Linked DNA regions of Mus musculus: region 2 is linked to region 1. The links are chromatin contacts, called in public HiChIP or PLAC-seq maps. All regions are on one chromosome and are shown on one strand. Each heading gives the region's core, a stretch centred on a gene start, on an enhancer-like site or on the middle of the called end of the contact. The rest is flanking DNA. Distances are from core to core; before and after follow the strand shown. Region 1 has its middle 38 kb from the start of Gm41454. Region 2 has its middle 250 kb from the start of Gm36903.

Region 1 (3,818 bases), core at 72-2,571:
AATGCTGCTTACTGGTCTGCTACTCATGGCTGGGTCAGCAGGCTTTTTATAGCACCCTGGACCACCTGTCTAAGAGTAGCACCATCCCTTGTAGTATGGACCCTCCCACATCGATCATTCTTCAAGAGAATACCACACAGACACACTTGCCTGCAGGCCAATCTTATGGAGGCGTTTCCTTCACTGGCGTTCACTCATTAGATAACTTTAGCCGTGCCACATTGATGTAAAACCAGCCAGCTCGACATTTCATGAGACGATGACACAAGAGAAAAGACTGGAGAGCTTAAGCATATTCTAGTATCTAGAAGAACATTCTGGGTAATGGGAATACACACCTGACAATGTACTTCTGGAAAGTTCTAGGAAAAGCTGGGAAGCCACAGTGCTCAGTCAGAGTGAGTAACTCGGGGGAGGGGGGTATTAAGACGAGTAGGTTATGGAGGCAAACAAAGGACTTAACAAAGGTACATTGTATGTTGACTTCTGTTTTTAAAGAAAAACTATGCTTTTGAGAAGTGTTTGAAACTTATCAAGTGTGAAATCCAGAAAAAAAAAAAAAAAAACTCGAAGGGAAGTTGGAATTGCCCTGACTAGATCAGCAGTAGCTATATTTAGGACAAATTTGGAAACAGAGCCAGGGGATTCTCTGATGGGTTGGATATCATATAGAAGAGGAGAGTATAAGGCTGTCACAGAGTTTGAGCCTGAGCTACAGGCAAAATAGAATGGCCACTCTCTGAACTCCAGATGCAGAGAAAGGAACAGATTCTGTGACAGACCAGGAGTTTGGCTCAGAATGCTAGGCAGATACTCCATAATATATTGATAAATACAAGCTCCTTACTTAACAAAGTAGCCTACGGCCAGCCCTGCAGCACAGCAGTGTGTACAAGAAACTGCAATGCTAATGGCCAGCAATCTCCCCTCCCATCTGCAGAGGCTGGCTTTGGCCTCTGTTGATGGGTCAGCTAGAGCATTAATTCAAATTGCTTCTCTAGCCAAATAGACACAGAATGGTGACAAGGGTCCTTTGTCCAGGCTTCATTTGATGAAGGGCAAATCCAGAAAACGAAGGAGAGGTTGTCTGCCTATCAAACTGCATATTCATTAAACTCTTTATCAACTCTCAGCCCAGGAGAGAGAATGACAGATTTTTAACAAGATAATTTGAAGAACATTCTCTAAACATATTGAACTAAATTGTCCCTCTTGGATCTGGGCTTGTGCCAGCACTCACTGACCACATCTTACATTCTCCCCCAGGCCTCTTCGCTGGGTCAGCTGAGAAGTTCTTTTGCACTCTTTGAAAGCCAGGGTACAGAGCCCACTCAGAGTCGGTAGGGTTGCCTGCTTTGAGAAAGAATCTCAGATCCACAGCTGTCCTTCCTTCAGTCCATGTCTTATTCCCCAGAGAAGAAAGCAGCCTTATTTGGCCTACCCTAATAGTTAGATTAGCTATTCCCTCCCTGTCTCCAGGGGAAAAAAAAGCAAAGCTCTTCCTAGGATGCATAAACAGAAGGATGTATATACCCAGTCTCAACTTTTTGTGTCATTTCAAACGTTTTCGTGCATTTCTCCATTTTGGGCATTTTTTTTTTCTGGAAGGGGAGTAGCAACAGTAGTCAAGAATGTTCATAAATTCAAAATCCTGTCCTCTCCTAGACCTTAATTCTAGAAGAATAAAGGCTGCTTAGTCCTTCAGACAAGGCTCACTACAGGCAAAATATGGGATGTCTGAAATATTTGACAAGAGATGAAGTATTCATCAGGGAGAGAAATATAATGTTTCAGTGACACACAAGGAAGACATTGCCAGGGTCTGGCAAAGGTGTAATGGCGCTTATCCCAGCAGAGATCTCAGCTGACAGTTTTAACATTGGATACAGACAAAGAACAAGCAGAAGAAGAAACAAAAAGGCTCCATGAGTGCTAGAGGAACAAAGGTAGACTGGCTTCTGGAGAGTAGAAACCCCTCAGAGCTCCCTACACAAGATGTCTGCCGAATGCAAAGCTGACTCTATCTGATGGGAGCAACTTTGCTGCAAGGAATAGGATTCCTGATTGAACGTGACAATAATACGAATTTGTTATATGAACACACAAGAATCTCAAGGTTGGGGGAATTCAAGAGATACTTCAACAGGATGAAAATGAACCTCCATTACAGCTGATCTTCTGATCTGCACACGTCTGTGGGTTGGTGACTTCTCTCCCTCATCACAACAGCTAATGTGCCTCATCCTCATAATACTACCACTTCATGTCAAAAAAGGGAGAAAGTGACGACAGATGTTGAAAGGTAAGTACTGGATATCACTCACTGTGGAATAATAAATACAAAGATGATCCCATGGAAGTTGCAGGTAGAATGCTTGTGCCCAAGAGAGGCCAGGAGGAGCAGGAGAGGAAGGGGTAGTGGGAAAGGGTGTTGTGTAGGTACAAAGTTACATTCAGGAGCAAGCAAGTCCAGAGTGAAAGAGCATGCCTGAGACACTGTAGATCACATCAGTACAGTGCAGTTTCAAAAGGCTGGAAGGAAAAGTCTGAAAGTAAAGAAAAGCAAAAAAGGTTTGAGAAGCTAGCCATTCTTACCTTTCTAAACATGTGTGCAGACTAGAGCATCACTGGTCACTCTAGTCACATGTGTGGTTTTTATGTTTCTATGCATCACTTGCTGCTTTAAAGGAAATGACAGGGAACATAAAGGGGTCAGCACCATAGGCTCTATTAGGAGCAGTAGAGAAGTAGGATGAATAACTTTAGTCCCCCAGAAGTTCTCTTGAGTACCATTGGCAAGTTATGAGTTATCAAGCAAGGGGAGGAGGCTTGTTTTACTGGGCTTATTCAAAGTCTCCCCTGAGGGGTTGAGTCAGGGGTTGAGTACCATGCTTCAAGAGTAAAAGAGGGGACTTATTAGTAAGGAGGACAAGATGACTCTCGGTCGGTGTCTTTGCTGGGGCTTTATTTTTGAGAAGAGACACCATGACCACTGAAACTCATAAGGGAAAATATTTAATTGGAACTGGCTTATAATTTGAAAGGTGAAAGAGGTACAGAGGTCAGAAAATCAAATAAAAATAGGTAGCAGGGAGGATGAGGAACTGAGGATAGCCACAGGAGGGTCCCAGACTCCAGAGAAAAGTGAGGCTCCCAGGACCCAATGGGATTGACTTTAGCCATAATGTGTGCAGAGAAGGGGGAGATAGAACCTATGGAGACCACCTCCAGTAGATAGGCAAGACCGCTGGTCAAGGTATGAAGCCACCCACCCATCTCAATTTTTTTTAACCCAGAAATGTTCCTGTCCAAAGAAAGAATATGGACAAAAAAATGGAACAGAGACTGAAGGAAGGACCAATCGGGAACAGCCCACCTGGGAATACATCATTATTGCAAACACCAAACCCAATACTATTGCTGTGGTCAAGAGGTGCTTGCAGAGAAGGACCAAGTATGGCAGTTCCTAGGGAGGTCTGGCCAGCAACTAACCAATGCAGAGGCAGGTGTTTGGAGCCAACCATCAGTCTGAACTCAGGGAACCTGGTAGGGAAGCTGGCAGAAGGACTGGAGGAGTGGAAGGGGGATTGCAACCCCATTGGAAGAACAACATAGGCTAGCCTGACCACCCAGTTCCCCCAGAGACTAGACAACCAACCAAGGAATGTACCTAAAGGGATCTTTGGTTCCAGATGCATATGTAGCAGAGAATGGCCTTGCCCGACAGCAATGGGAAGGGAGGCCCTTGGACTCGGGAGGTTTGATGCCCCAGAATAAGGGGATGCAGGAGCGGTGGGGTGGGAGAGATTGGGGGGGGG
Region 2 (3,963 bases), core at 378-2,877, 300 kb before region 1:
CTCCTCACATGATCCCTAAATTATCCCGTCTCCATGCTTTTATAAGTGACTTGTCACCCATTGTCTTGTGAGGAATACTCAATCCAATTCCTATGAGTGGCCCCAGGGAGCACATTAGTTCATCCTGATGTATGTGGATGGACTTATTTCTTTGCTCTGCTGTTTCCCCATCTGGATAAATAGATTTTTCTTTGTATCCCTCCTGCCTCCAGAAAATTATGCAACAGTGCTATTTCAAATATTCTCTTAGAATGAGTAAATTATATAAGCCAGAGGAAAAAAATGGTTCACATTTGCCTACGAGTCTGACTAGGGACAAGAGATTTTTAAAGAAGAGAGAACCCTACACTTTACACTTGGGATAAAAACTTCCCTGAGAAACAGAGCAGAATGAAGCAATCTGAGTCCAGTTTAATGCTCAGGCTAAATGTGTCAATGAAGGATGATTTTACAAAACTCAATGTAAAACTATCTAGGAGTCAGCTCAGAGAAACCTATTCCAATATGTCCTGTGGAAAGTCGTAGAGGCATGCAAGCTTAAGTATGGTATTTTGAAATCATAATTCTTAGGATACTGCACAGCAGAGGAGCCTAAGTTGGACCAAACCAGCGTTGCTAATGGGCTGTCCTTCCAGCTCTGTAAGACAGAGCATGTTAATGGAGAAAAGACCAAAAGCTTCCAGAGACCTTCAGGGCTCACAAAGAAACAGGAAGTGTCCTGGGACATAGAGTTCTCAAATACAATACAGGACACTGGGTTAAATTTGAATTTAAGATAATAGCAAATAGTCATTAGTATAATTATATTCTGTTCAGTTCCTTCTTCATCTGAAATTCAAATTTAACTGGGCATCCTACTTTTTTTTTTAATTCGCTAAATCTGGAAATACTATTTGGGAGCTCTCAGAGATAGGAAGGCTTCAAGTAGCTTGCAATTCTCAACATTCTTCCAAATAATTTTTTAATAATTTGCATATTCCAAACCCCTGTTCACTTATTCTTCTTTCAGCCAATCTTTCTCCCCATACCCTCTTTATAGTAGCCGGGATTAAACTCAGAACCTATAAGCCTGCCAGTCAAGCATTCTCTCTCTAAACAATGTTCCTCACTGCCAAATCCACCAATTAGTATCACTCAACAGTTTGATTTGCTAAGGAAAATAAGATTTCATCAAGACTTCGCCCATAACATAATGTAATAGAGAGATGATAGATAGATAGATAGATAGATAGATAGATAGATAGATAGATAGATAGATAGATAGAGATAGATAGATAGAGATATTAGCTGGAGATTATAATATATTTAATATAATTAAATAATTTAGAACTGTCCTTTCCTTTGCTGGAATTTTACTAATTTTCTTGATGTAAGAACACAATAATCCATGCAAAACTGACATAGTATTACACTGTCAGCTTTTTTTTTTTTTTGTAAAAGGAGTTAGTGTACAAAGAAGAAAAGCACTAGATAGTAAGTGATCAATTGTGTGCAGGGGGACAGGAAGGAGGAGAAAGTCTGGTAATTAAAAGACGAAGGAAACAATGAGTGTCTGGCTCTGACCATTATGCTATTTAGCTTCTCTTGTAAGTAAATTAAAATTGAGTCAACTCACCACATTTGCATATTTAGCTCAATCTAAGGATTTTCATGGCTGCTTCCTGATTCTCACAGACACTCATTCCCCTGTGTGTTTCCCAAGCTTTAAGATGAATGTACCCGTTTATCTTGTCACTTCAACGATTTCAATTGAAAGGCTTTTAAACTCATGTCAGTAGGAAAACCACTGCTATTTGTAAAAGGAATTTGAGTGAGGCACTTCGGGAGCTAGAGATGTGTGCCTCTTGCCCATTGTAACTCTAAAAGGGAAATAGTAGCCTCCATTTTGTGAAAAGGAAATTAAAATCTGCTCAGAGTATCATAACTCAAATGGATGGTTGGGCCCTTGTGTGTGTGTGTGTGTGTGTGTGTGTGTGTGTGTGTGTGTGTGTGTGTGCGTATACCTATGTGTGTGTATCTGTGTGTGTGTGTGTATACCTGTGTGTGTGTACCTATGTGTGTATACACATGTCTACATTCATGCATGCTCCTGTTTAGTTTGGGATGTAGGCTCTCCTCGATCTTTAATGCATTCCAAAATATAAACACTAGTAAACATCCATTCATAAGGTAGAAGAAGTTTCTTTGTATGTCTCTGTGCAAAGCTCCTTCTCAGAAACTGAATAGAATTCCCTAAATTACAGCCAGATAGGTAACTTCTCAAGCCATCCTCCTCTGATAGCTCCTGCAGCTGTTGTTTTCTTGGTAATAGCAGGTCAACTGTGGCTTCAGAGAGCATCTCCTAAGAGATGTGTGCCAGAGCCTGATATTATTGGGAAAGGAAGAAGGCACTCCAGCTACCCTGAGCTACTACTACCTGCAGTTATTAGCATGGAGAAGAAAGGCACCCAATGCCAGGATTTCTTCTTGGTCCACCTAGCCACACTATGCTCTTTCAGGCTTAGGATTTTAAAGGCAAGTACAAGGAAGGTCAATGTAATTGGAGGCCAGAAAATTCTGGATTATGAAATTATCAGTGCTTGTCATCCTTACATGGGCAGGAACATTTTGGAATTTAGGGCGTTTGAACCCAGCAAGGCTATTCTGCCGATCCCTTTCATCGGATCTCGGATCTAATCACAGCATCGTGTGACTGAAGTGCTGAGACCTGTAACGGCCTGATCTAGAGCACCTAACGTTTGTCTCTGTAACTGCCAATGCACTCAAAGTAATATAGAGAAGACACAGTTGACTGTTACCCCTAGGAACCCTCACCACTCATAATAAGGAAATCCATGTGACATTTTTAGCAGATATGCAGTCAGGGTGGCTGAACTATATTTTGCAAATAGTTATTTTTCTCAAATAATCACAAGCATGAGAATCAGTAGAGTATTGCAAAGAGTCTCCCCAGTGCCATCAGGTAACAATGTGCCTATATTTATGCCTAGTAAATGACTTTTGTTTTTGTGCTATTTATTTGTGATGTCTGTCTCCAGCAATTGAGTCTAGGCAGGAAGATCAAAAGAAATGTTTCAGGGGAGCATGCTCCTTTGTCAAAGCTCACCTTGACATCCAATCCTATTTTCAAACTGAATCAGCCACAGCAGTGCTGCCAAGTGACTCAGCTATCAGAGGTTTAAAAATATTCAAGTGAAATCCCACAATGCAGTGCACACCGTTAACCCTAACATCTGAGAGGCAGAAGCAGGTGGATCTATCTGAGGTCAAGGCCAGCTTGGTTTATATAATGAGTTCCAGGCAGCCAGAGCTACATAGCAAGATGTGGTCTCAAAAAAAAAAAAAAATAGTGAAATTTGAAACATTTCCATCTACATGAATTTCACGTTTGCTCAACGTATAAGGAAATTGACATCATAGATCTCCAAGACTCTGGGTTTCTTTGTCAGGCTAAATGGTGTGGTTAAGTAAAGGTCATTGCTGCCAAAGCTGGAAACCTGAGTTAGTTCCTCTGTGAGCCATAAGGTGGAAGAAGAGATAAAACAAGACTCTACCAGATAGATGTTCTGTGTGGGCCATCATCTGACCTCCACACAGGTATCATAGCACATGTGTGTCCTACCACTAAGATTGTAGCTGCTATCATTTTAATCCCTCTATTCAACATACATTTCACATAATGGAAAACATAAAAAAGTATTTTAAAGAATTGTGAAAAATCCACGTAACTAGAAGACAAGTCAGCCTGATTAGGAAGAATGGTTCTGGCAGGTGCACCTCGCAGTGCTCCCACCATGCCTCTCCCTGACAGTTTGCTTGGTTGGAGACCAGAGTTGTCCCTTTTTTTTTTTCTTTCCTCCTGTATACATTCATCGTCACTCCTTGCTTATCTCATCTGAGAAGATTTAATCTTACACGATAAACCTTTTGGTTACTTTGAAAATGACTTGTAAAAGTTGGAGG

What was found. HiChIP or PLAC-seq counts read pairs in DNA pulled down with a chosen protein or histone mark.
Region 2: a contact with region 1 is called in an H3K27ac HiChIP or PLAC-seq map of stem cell-derived neural progenitor cells, with 2.2 times the contacts expected there. The contact joins two enhancer-like sites. A contact is called at or near these places in 1 of 484 Hi-C or Micro-C datasets (brain) and 3 of 115 datasets of contacts at active chromatin or transcription factors (astrocytes, neural progenitor cells and stem cell-derived neural progenitor cells).

Annotation. Positions count from the first base shown.
Region 1 is chr16:39,399,749-39,403,566 of GRCm38.p6, reverse strand. No RefSeq gene overlaps it. Among named protein-coding and RNA genes, the nearest start is that of Gm41454, 38 kb to the right of the region's middle. Within about 2 kb of position 1,321, at least 32 of the 459 cell types and tissues checked have an H3K27ac peak or open chromatin away from gene starts, as enhancers often do. A contact at or near this core is called in stem cell-derived neural progenitor cells, where this site is marked.
Region 2 is chr16:39,695,270-39,699,232 of GRCm38.p6, reverse strand. No RefSeq gene overlaps it. Among named protein-coding and RNA genes, the nearest start is that of Gm36903, 250 kb to the right of the region's middle. Within about 2 kb of position 1,627, at least 8 of the 459 cell types and tissues checked have an H3K27ac peak or open chromatin away from gene starts, as enhancers often do. A contact at or near this core is called in stem cell-derived neural progenitor cells, where this site is marked.